Linked DNA regions of Rattus norvegicus: region 2 is linked to region 1. A link is a contact called in public Hi-C data. All regions are on one chromosome and are shown on one strand. The core of a region is the stretch at or near the end of the contact, and the rest is flanking DNA. Distances in the headings are between cores, read along the strand shown. Region 1 has its middle 110 kb from the start of Pawr. Region 2 has its middle 510 kb from the start of Syt1.

Region 1 (5,654 bases), core at 977-3,476:
AACAAGCTTTTCAATTAAGCGTGCATCACAGCACGAATCAGAACACTGCACCCCGGAATCTCGGATCCATCATCACGGATTGGCGGGATAGTCTTCCTAAGAACCAGCACGTGAAGCGGCTCAGGGGCAAACGCCTTTAATCCCAGCCCTGGGGAAGCGGAGGCAGGCAGATCTCTGGGATTCGAGGCCAGCCTGGTTCTACAGACAGAGTTCCAGGACAGCCAAGGCTACATGGGGAAACCTTGTGGGGAATGGAGGGCGGGAAGGGGGTGGGGGCGGAGTCATCAGATTTTCTATGTAAAACTGAAGAGAAACGGAGAAGCGTGGTCACTCTGGCCAAATATACAGCTAAAACCTACAGAGAAAGATAAAACAGCAGCCTCACTTGGGCAAGGAAGAGCCTTCAGATCCTACATCAAGGGCTGATAGTTGGAGGGGTGGGGGTGGGGTGAGGGTGGGGTGGGGAGACCGGAGAGTGGAGGGGTAGGGAAGTGGTGGGATGTTAATACTAAGGATTATCACACCTCTACGTCTTTGGAAGAGGAGGCAGAGGCTTTGAAAGCAACTGACTTTAGACGTTTAAAAGGAACACTGCCAGTTAAGATTTCCGCGAGTGTTTTAATAAACTGGAGGAGACCGGGAGTCAGGGAACTGAGCTGAGAGCCACTAGGGAAGCCGACTGGCAGGGGGCAGGCAGAGAGTTTTGACAGGATACACTTAGTAGCAATTACAGGGGAGAAATAAAACCCTTTCCTGTTTGTACCCAGATACAAGCAAATATTCCCACTCACCCGCTCTTATGTTAATGTTCGCACTTCCTGAATACAAGGTGACGTGTCCCTCCACAGAGGTCTCTATAGAGACCATGGCAGGGACAGAGTGGTGGTTGTGATGAGGTTGCAGTGTGGTTGAGGGTGACAGTAAGTCTCCATGGAAAGCCCATGAGTTGAAAACAGGCCTCAGAGTCCATCGCGGAAAAGAAATCATTTTCTTGAGCAACTCTAGCTGTCACAAAGGTTGCTGCAAAAGCAGTTGAGCTTTTGATGTGGTTTCTGGCTCTGCCCATAGCTGTCCTTATACTTGTGAGAGTTAAAGGCAGATACAAATGTAACCAAATCAAGACTGGGGCCATAGAGTCAGAACCACCTTTGTGTGGTGACACTTGGGAGTCAATCCCTGGCTATTTTTTTCCTCCTTTTCTATTAAAAAAAAAAAAAAAAGTTAGCAAAACTTCTTTGGCCTAGCAAACCAAATAGAGCATGGAACATTTGAGCTCCGATGGATCATAAAGAGATACCCATTTTTCCCAGCCCCTGAAGTCTCAGGATAAGGAACTCGATGTAAAATAATTCCATACGTCTACAGTTTGCTATGCAGTCTTTCCCAGGGACCTCTGCTTCCGGGTGAACAGGCTAGGGGATTTCCATCAGCAGACCCTTGGGTTCAGAGGTCAGTTCCACATCTTTAGGTAACTGTGGTCAGAGGTAAAGACTGCTCCCTCCATAGCTCTGATCCAAAACTTCCTTTCCCTGGGGTCTGAGAAGCAGCGCCAGACGGTCTCAACATTCCTGACATTCCCTAAGGGCTGAGGCAACTCTAACCCCCGGCTGCTCCTCAGACACCTGAGGAACTGGACCATTAGCTCTTCTGTGGGGAGCTGAGTGCAAGGAGAGGAGAAAGCCCTAAAGGAAACACAGAGGAGGGTTAGAAAGTTCAATAAACCAGCCTGGTCTAACCTGCAACACCAGCTGCCACGCTCAACTCTGCAGTGACTCACCCAACAATGGGAGTAGGAGCTGGAAAGGAGCTGAAAGCCCTTAAAGCCATCCAGAATAAAGATTTGTAGCTAGAATAACACAAACACACACACACACACACACACACACACACACACACACACACACACACCTGCCTGTCTTTGTATCCTGTGAGTGGAGCAGACTGACTAGATCTCTTCAGATCCCCTGTGCTGAGCACTCCTTGCTAACTTTCCTTGTTCCCTGCTACTCTGCCAACCCTCCCGTCCCTTTATCTTTCCCAAACACAATTGGGAAGCTTGCTTAGGTAAACTGGACAATTGGAAGGAGCCCCTGTGTTTTCGTCATTAAAACCACACACAGCCACTAGAGGGCAGTGCTGATACTAGTCTCTCCAGATTTCCACTCTGTGCAGACTCAGGCTGGCCCATCCACACATCCTGTTACAGGATGTTTCTGAACTCTTCCTTCAATTCTCCGCGTAAATAAACAATCCGAGCTGGATACACCCAGACTCACATCCCTGTAACCCCACAGATCACGCAGGTCCAAATTCCTGGTAATTTACAATCTTGCCTAGTTTTATAACATACCACAATCAGAGATTAAACTCAAATTCTGCCTGAATTTTGGCATTTCTCTCCAGTGCTATCCCTGAGAGTTAAAAGAGCTAAGGCAGCTCAGCTGTACATGATTCTGTTTTCTTTCTGTACCCAATGTCTCTCATTGTACGCTCTGGTCAGAAGCAGAGGAGCTCGGCTGGGCAAAATCTTTAAGATTAGTCATGTACCCAAACACAGGGACAGAGAGCCACGGATGTGTGTCTTGGCACTGTGAGTATAAACCAGGGTCTGCCGAGTCTGTCTCAGTGGCTCGGTGGACCAAGAAAAGCAAAGATAGAAGTCCAGGCTTCCAGGGGCAGAATTTCTTTTCCAGGTAGTTCAGCTGAGGGCTCAGGGACCTGACAGCCCCGCATAGAAGCAGGCCAGCATCTCACCTCCCAAGCGTTCGTCCTAGGGCAGCTGTCTTAACCAGTGGGTCTCAGCCTGTGGGTCCCGACACCCTTGGCAAATCTCTATCTCCGAAAAAATTAACATTACAATTCATAACAGTAGCAACGTTACACTATGAAGCAACAATGAATGGGACTTTATGGATGGGGGTCACCAGAACATGAGAAGCTGCATTAAAGGTCACGGCATTAGGAAGAACGGCTGGAGACTAACTTGTGGCTGAAGACCTAGGAGAGACGTGAATCAATCAGGCATGCAGGCGAGGTCAGATGGAGCTCTCTGGGGCCCAGCGCTGGGCTGGAGCTGCTCTTCCTCAGACACGGGTATTTACTGATACCAAGCTTATCTTTGGATTCTCAGCAAAGGCAGATAAGGTGAGGGAAATATTTGTAGGGAGAGATTTCTGGAATTTCCCCACAGTGCTGAAATAGCACCGAGAGTTGAAGAAGGCCATATTTGGACAATGACAAGCACGTTATTTTTTTTTTTTTCTGTCTTTTCTGTTTTCCCTGCTATATAATAACATTTAACCTTCTTCGCACAAGGTCAGTGCTGCTGTCCTAGAACTGTCCCAAAGGCCTCTCCTGTCCAAGGACAGGGGATCCAAGACCCTTCCCAGGGTCACGAACATATACTATGTTTCTAAAGGGAAAAATTACCACAGAATCACTGCTTACTGAGATCAGTCAGGTCTTCGGGGGCTGCACTGCACTTTCCACCTCAGGGGGAGGGGGAGGGGGAGGGAGAAGGAAAGGGAGGGAGGGAGGGAGGGAGGGGGAGGGAGGGGGAGGGAGGGAGGGAGGGAGAGGGAGAGAGAGAATATAAAGATAGAAATGTGTCCTTAGGAGGCTCCAAACCCAGCAAAACCTGAGGTAAAATGTTGACAAAGGGCGGAGGTGGATGAGAGTGCAGACGCCACCCTCGCTCACCTGCTCCTGACCCTTCTGAGGCACTGTCAGCAAGACATCATCCACAAGACTCTTTCTTTTACAGATGCTTTGTCTACAGGACAGTGCGTGTGCCTCAGGAAATCAAGAAGCCATCACCTCTCCTCTATCATCACCTTTACGAATCCTAGAGGCAGGCACACTGGGAAATATAAAAACTGGGCAAGAGAGTCTAAACGGCTAAACGGTCCGTGAACTCCCAGTAGGAACTTGGCTAAACACAGTTGTTTCAGTACATGACAAGTTGGCCTCTTCTGTGTTCTTCTGAATGTATAATTGATGTGGCCCATCTGTTTCCAGTAAAGGAACTTTTGTTTTGTTTTGGGTTTTTTTTGTTTTTTTTTTTTCTTTTCTATTTTCACGCAGAAGGAATGGCTTTCTCATTAGGCAGTGTTCACAGGCTCTTAGAAAAACGTGTTCAGAACAGAAAGCGCCCCCCCCCCCTCCCAACACCACTTAGACTACCAGCTGACTTGAGACTCTTCCTCCCCATTCCGAGCTGGTTAAATGAGAAGTCCTGCTGGTCTCCGTGCAGGGAGCTTCTCAGGTAAGACTGCTAAAAGCCACGGGATGGTGCACTTATTACAATCCTGGGGCACTCTCGTGGCTGTGTGGATGGGCAGTCAGAATGCAGCTTCCCACCCCAGCCCCTGTAGTTCCTGGGCTTACAGAAGGGAAGCAACAAGGAATGTCTCTTGGGTCTCCAAGCTCATTCATTCTGCAGGTATTTCTGAACACGCCCTGGGCGTCAGAGAATAATAATGATTAGGATCTAGCATGGCAAAGAAAGCCAGGCTGAGTTCTTGCCTTTACAAGGAAACACAGCAATCCAATAACAACAAAAAACTTAAGTAATTGCAATTTCACATGCACAGGGGGAAAGGAGGGACGGAGGAAAGAAAGAAGATATTGATGAGGTTGGAAAACAATTGAGAACCCTCCCCGATCTGCTGAGGTAAAATGTCTAGAAGTTCCTCAGAAAGCTATAGAGTCACCGTATGGCAATTCCACCCATAAATGAACGCCTAAGAGAACTGGAAGCATGGTTATTATTACATAGTACTGACTGCATGGATACTCAAAGAAATATGGCTCATCCCCAATGTTGAAGCAACCCCGAAGTCCTACCAACTGATAAAGAAAATGTGCTTCGAAGGATGGCAGTCATTTAGTCATGAAAAAAAGGAATTGAGGATTGATACGTAAGATAGCCTGAGTTAACCTGAAAACATGCCAAGTGAAAAAGTCAGTGTGACAACTGGTCCTGGTTACCACCTTGACTACATCTGGAATGAACTACAATCCAGAAATGGAAGGTACGCCTGTGATGCAGATCTCGAGACTAGAAGACACAGATTTCTAACCTGGCTCTTGACATGGAAATCTTGAAGCATAGTGGCCATGAAAAGCTTAGGCCCAAGCAAGGTAGTACATGCCTTTAATCCCAGGAGACTGAAGCAAGCAGATCTCTGAGTTCAAGGTCAGCCTGGGACAAAGCAAGTTCCAGGTCCAGGTTGGTGGTACACACCTTAATCTGGGCCAAGGCCTCCATAAGGACACTGGAAGAAGGCAGACTCACTCTTCAACTGCTTGCACTTACTTGCCAGCACATCTGTTGGAACCTATTTCGACAGAAGACCCACTCAAACAACACAGCCTCTTAGGTCTGAGCGACTACTAGATTCTTAGACTTCCCACCCACGGCTGCCCATTGTTGGGTTAGTTGGACTGCAGACTGTAAGTCATTACAATAAATTCATTTAATATACAGAGACTTCCCATAAGTTCTGAGACTCTAGAGAACCCTAAGACAGAAGTTGGTACCAGGATTGGTTCTAGAGAAACAGAAATATAAAGGATGAATTGTTTACAAATCTGGAATTGGTTTAATAATTTGCCAACACTTTCTAATTCACCAGCACCTTCAACTACTGAAA
Region 2 (6,340 bases), core at 3,578-6,077, 1.1 Mb before region 1:
TTACTAAGCGAAAGAATATTAAATAACTGATGACAAATTATTTTTCTAAAATACAAATAAAATGGGCAACATCAACCACAAATTTTATGTAAAGGACTCCATATGGGATTAACAATAGGGGTGCTAAGGCTTACTTATGAGATGCATAAAAATGAACAAACAAGTTTCCTGCTGTGAACATGAAGGAGAAACCAGTGATGAGTCCACATCACTGTCCTTAAACAAATCTAGCAGGACCATTTAAACTAAACCAATATCTAATTGGGTAAATGATGGTCAAAGAGATCAGAGTGACACCTTAAATCATCCCTACATGCCAGACAAACTATAGATTTAATATGCTAATATACAGATGCATACTTACTACACTGAGATGGAAATTGTCTTTAATGAAATCAATGTCCTAGGAGTAAAAAAGGGGGAAAATAAAAATTTTAAAGGCTATGAAAAAACATTTTGAAAATATGAATGATTTTGTTCTGACGGGTTTTAGAATACATACAGTTTCATGCTCTGAAAAATCCTTTATTTTCCGGTCTAATGAAATCTTTTCTTTCATTGCTCTATTTTTGCATCTGGAAAGAAAAATGATTCATATTGTAGAGACAATTTAATTCGAAATGCAGACTTTGGCTTATTTTATTTGATCTGATGTTTCCCAATAGGTGTCTACCTATACACAGGTAACCAGATGAATACTCCATTGTGATCTAAAGTCTATATTCTTCTACAGTTATTGCTTGTAGCTCTGTCACCAACCAGTTCAGTTAAAATGTGTCTATGCACTATGACCCATAACTACTGCTTGAGAAAAAAACAAAAAATAAAACTAAGATGAACTTGCTTTCTTCAGTGAGTGAATACTATCATTGTCAAGTTCAACTGGACTGACCATAGGCAACGGAATATGTTAAAGGCAGAATGGGAAGGACAATAGGCTCTGGTGTCAAAGACATAGGATGAAATTCATGGCACTAGTTCTTAATATTTCTGTGGTTTCAAGCAGATCTCTTCCGCGTGTCTTTGTAAAATAGATGGTGTGGTAGTTTAAATGAAAACAAACCCCACAGGCCCATAGGGTGTGTCACTGTTAGAAGGTGTAGCCTTGTTGGAATAAGTCTAGCCTTGTTAGAGGAAGTGTGTCATTAGTGTGTGGGCTGTGAGGCTTCAGAAGATCAAGCCAGGCCCAGTGCCCTTCTCTTTCTGCTGCTTCCAACCTGGAGTAGAACTCTCAGCTACTTTTCTAGCACTGTGTCCGCCTTCATGCCACCATGATTCCTGACATGGTAATAATAGATTAACCCCTGAACTGTAAGCCAGCCCCAGTGAAATGTTTTCCTTTATAAGAGTTACCATGGTCATGATGTCTCTTCACAGCAATTGACAGATGGGAGCAGAAATACTTATCTATAGATTTTTTTTAACATAATCAGCTTATTGAGGGAAGTTCTTGGCCTATTGCAATTTTATTGTGGTATAAAAAAGCAAAAAGTGAAAGTCGTAGGGCTCAGACTTAGAAAAATTCAATAAAAAAAGAAACACTGGAGATAGCCTTTAAAAATCCCCTTTAAAGATTATCAATGATGTATAAAGGAAGGTAGACAGAAAAGGCACTTTGAATTCACAAAACAACACATCAAATTTTAAGGAAAAAGACAGGATCTCACTGTGCTTATAAACAGAATAAAAACAGAAGAGAATGTAGGTATAATACCTATATAAATGGAATTTCACCTGGGCTAATAAGATGTTACTTAATAGGAAAATATGGGAATTCACTGGATATATTTTCCTTACAGGATGGATAGTGAGATTTATGTTGTAAACATAGCATTCCGGTAGCTCTGGGGAAGAAAAATTGAGTGTGGGAGGAACTAGAGACAGAGAGATTAAAGATGTGAAGGGAAACACAACCCAGAACAATGGAGGTAATTGATCATTGCTCAAAAATGATCAGTTGGCTTGCCAACCAACTGTAAAATTGTATTATATAAATAAAACACTTTTCAAAGGACTATAAATTTTTACTTACTTTGTCTATCTGCATATAGATTCTCATTCCATCTCTGTGGATACACAGAATTTCAGACAGTTTAAAACTTCACTACAAAATTAGCCACATGAATCCACAAGTTCTTTCTCCCCATTTTCTGAATACCCTAGATGCAATCATAGAGGAAAACTCCCTTCCTTATAACTACATCATTGAGGACCATAAACTCCTTAAGGTTTACTCAGGCAAAAGTCCATGTAGTTCTTTATGACCTGCCTCTCATCAATGCTAAAACTGGCCAGTCTCTACCCTTTCCTCTCACTTATTTTCTCCTGTACCAGCTTCTGATCCATTCTTTGCAAACTAATCATTGTTTCTGCCTTTTTTATTTCATTATTTCTTTCTACATTGAGTCATAATATTTGAACCTCTCGACTCTTTTCCATTTATCAAAGTCAGAGAAAAGTCTTTGGTTAACCAAAAAGCCCTTGAATCTGACGCCCCCCCCCAAAAAAAATTGCGTGTTCTTACAGAAAAAACAAAACAACTTGCTCAGCAGTTAGGAGAGCAACTCTTCTACCCAATTGCAGTTGTGGGAGAGCACCTTGAATTATTGAACTGACAGCCTAAAATTGGACCTCATCAAGCTTAATTAGAATACGCTTAATCATGAGTCCATGGAGAAACGGTAATAAATGACTTTGATTTAAGATCCATTATCAGAACTTTCCTAAATCCCAGAAGCACCATTCAAATGATGTGTTTCTTTTTAAAAATATTTTTATTGCTTGAAACTTTCACACAGGAATAAAATACATCTTGTTCATACCCAACCCCACCATAACCCTCCCAACTCTTCTCATGAACCCTACTCCCAATACATCTTTCCATGTTAATGTCCAATCACAATCTATTTCTGTTTTTCTTTACTCTTCAGTTGAGTGAGTTAAACCAGTGCCGCTGTATTCATGCAGGTGGTGGGGTCATGCTCTGAGCCGTGGCTAACTTACCAGAATCTACCCCTACAAAGAAAAATAAGTCTTTCTTTTCCAGAGCCATCTAACAGTTCTTCAGCTAAGAGTAGAGCCAGGTATCTTCCTCTATCTTGTACAGGTCTTGTGTTGGCAACCACAGCTGCTGTGGATCATGTGTGCAATAGCTTATCAAGTCCAGGAGACAGCATTCTACAAGGACACTCTCCAACCTTGAGCCCTTACCTTTTCCTATGTTGTTCCCTGAGGTTTAGCGAATGAGGGGAGGAGGGTTGATACAGTTGTCCCATATATGGCTGAGTACTCACAATTGCCTGTAAGTAATGTTTTGGGTAGCCTATAAAACCCAGAGGAGCTGCTGGGGAAAAGAAAAGAAAAGAAAAGAAAAGAAAAGGAAAGGAAAGGAAAGGAAAGGAAAGGGAAGGGAAGGAAAGGAAAAGAAAGGAAAAGAAAAGGAAGAGAAAAGGAAAGAAAAGGAAAGAAAAGGAAAGGAAAGGGAAAATGAGTGGAAAAACCAAAGAGGGAGGGTGGGGTTAAAAGTTAAAAAACAAAACAGTAAACTCAAAGGAAAACTAGCCTGTTTGAGTGCATTTTTATGCTTCTATATGTTTATGATCTTTTTTTTTCCTGGGAACAATGGCTGAATATGTATTTCTCCCCTGGCATTTTATCTCCTTCTACTTTTATATGACCAAACACGCTCCAAACACGTCAACTCTCACCTACAGTTATAGAGGTCAGGAGCACTGGGTGCGGTGAGGTCGCTAGCACACAGCCCAGTAAAAGTGAATAATTAACTTGATACATTTAACTTGAGATGTACCATCCCATAGAGTACTTAGATGTATATTATTATTTTTAAAATATATGACTTTTGAGTTTTGGGTTATTTTATGATGTCAGAGTTCTTCAGTGGAACTTCTTCAGTGGCCATTGAGTAGAGAGAGAAGACTGGCTAGAGAGGCCCTTGGAAGGGTCTTCCGGGTCAGGCTTGCAAGTTATGTTTGACATTTCTATGTATATTCCATTACTTACTCTCTCATAAGCCTAACTATAAGGGAGGATGTGGACCTTTCTTTCTATCCTGAAGCCCAGGAGGAAAGGCCTTCATTATGGTTGGTCAGCAAGGATGTTGTCAGAAGAATATATTACATGCTAGACAGATACCATAATGATGTATTATATAGGAAACAAGCTCAACTTGTTTGTCCCAGGCTTTCAGCATTGCCTTGTGTTGATTGCTCCTTCCTGAAGCCTGGTTTGAATTGCTCATTTCAACTAAATTTATTATTTTCTGACAGCGCTCAAGGGATTTACAAAGAAATAAAGATTAAAAAAAAAAAAAAACCAACTTCCATTCCCTGTTACTCATATGAGCGTCAGATCACTTACTTGTAGTCTCTGTGTCTTTTGAATGTCATCTCTTCTTAAGAAAATCCTGTTTCAGCCAAGAGATTTCATTCCATAATTATATCACAGGGGATCACTTTCTAAAGAAGGCATTGACTTTGAATTTCTTTCAAGTTCCATTTGAGCAGATGGAGAACTATAGAATATATACCATAAACAACCATCATTTATAAAAGCCTAGCAACCAGGAACATTTCAGCTCTCCGAATCAGCTAACAAACTATGGCTAATTCTTCATCCCTCTGCCTGGACAGTTGGACAAATTTACTCTTTGTTTACAAAACAGAAATGGCTAACGATATTCAGACAGAGGAGAGGAGAGCTGTCTCTCAACAGGAGAATTCATTGTTTCAACCTATTTCCTTCTTTTTCCCCCTCTTTCACCTCAAATATTCTGGCAAGGCTGGCTGTAATTGCTCTATGGGCCAAACGTTCAAAAAATCTATAATAATAAAACTCAAACCTTTAAATTACAATCTTCTGTTTAACAGAAATCTTCCAGGGAATGTGCTGTGGGAGTGGAGAAAGAATCCTTGCCGTTAAAAACCATGTCAGCTCATCACAGAAATGCGATTGCCACTATTACTAACCCACCAGAAGTAAAAATTCATGAAATGAGTCTTTTCATCTCTAGTTACCCATTCCTGCCACCGAAGCTGAAAGAGCCCCATTGGTATGCAAGCCCATGAAGATGTCCTCAGTGCTCTGTGGAAGTGTAGATCTGCATGCCTGCGAAGGTACAGACGCTGAATGCACATGCTGCTAAGTATACAGAAAACCAATCCCTGGGTTGTTTGTTATTGAAGAACCCAAACACCTTATCAAGGTAATATGACTGAGCTCATACATTTTCTAAGCCACTTAACACATCCTAGAATAAATACATGGGATTTCATGGGCCAGGGACAGCTAACTATAGAATGAATTGTTCTGTTTGTGAGAAGCTGGAAATGATTGAGACTGTAGCTTCATTTGGGTTGGTAGCAGCATGTGTTTAAAGACACCGAGATGTCTAATTCTTCTGTACGTCAGATACCGAGTGTGGTGGTGATGGGGGAAGCTGTCTTTATCTCCCTCATCCAATCCTTTACAAGGACCTTCTAAGTCTACTTTCTGAACTTAATGTAAACGTCTCATGCTTTGTGCTACCTCAACTCTGCCTGCCCACACACACTTCATTTCTTTCAGCTCTCAGCTAACAGAATCCTTGGTTGCATCTAAGAATCTCAGTTTATCTGTCCTGACATCACTTGAGAGCTTGCCTGAAATCTTGACATGAAATTTCATATTCTACCAAACGTGACTCATTTGCATCTTGGGAACATTTGTCGATGCTTTGTGACTGTGTTCCTTCTAAGTAGCGTTGACATAGCTCCTTGCCTCTCATGTTATTCACTTCTACTTTCCCTGGAACACTGAAGCAAAGTGATCATTATACAAGTCAAAACCGATCATGTCACAGTGAGGCTTAAAACTTAACAACATATCCTCATCCTTTGGCTCCAGAGGGTAGAGCAATATCAAATTAAGTACGGGGCTTCAGAAACATGAATCCTGATAACCCTTCCAATTTATCTCATAAAAGATCTTCTATCTACTTGCTCCAAAAGTAACATTCTGTTTGTTTGGTGTGATATCTATACCTGGAGTTTCCTTATATATACATTTACTTTGTCCACCATAGCCAACCTTGGCTTTTTCCATTTATTTAAAGACTGATGTGCTTAGAACCTCCCGCTGTGACTGTCTAGATTTCCTAGTGTTATTTCTCACCTTAGCATAATACGTGATGTCACATCAACTTCTTTGATGCATAAATACCTTACTAAGCTTTAAATCCATGAGAAATGAAGCCACATTTGTCTTGTGCAAAGAAATATTTGCAGGGCTTGGCTTAGCGACTAGCACATGGCAGTTATGATAGAGTGACCAAGTGAAATAACCC

The links. A called contact is a pair of places that touch in the nucleus more often than the background predicts.
Region 2: a contact with region 1 is called in a Hi-C map of frontal cortex, with 2.3 times the contacts expected there. The contact joins two enhancer-like sites. A contact is called at or near these places in 2 of 12 Hi-C or Micro-C datasets (the A7r5 cell line and frontal cortex).

Annotation. Positions count from the first base shown.
Region 1 is chr7:45,639,298-45,644,951 of GRCr8, reverse strand. No RefSeq gene overlaps it. Among named protein-coding and RNA genes, the nearest start is that of Pawr, 110 kb to the right of the region's middle. Within about 2 kb of position 2,226, at least 20 of the 93 cell types and tissues checked have an H3K27ac peak or open chromatin away from gene starts, as enhancers often do.
Region 2 is chr7:46,746,253-46,752,592 of GRCr8, reverse strand. No RefSeq gene overlaps it. Among named protein-coding and RNA genes, the nearest start is that of Syt1, 510 kb to the right of the region's middle. Within about 2 kb of position 4,827, at least 4 of the 93 cell types and tissues checked have an H3K27ac peak or open chromatin away from gene starts, as enhancers often do.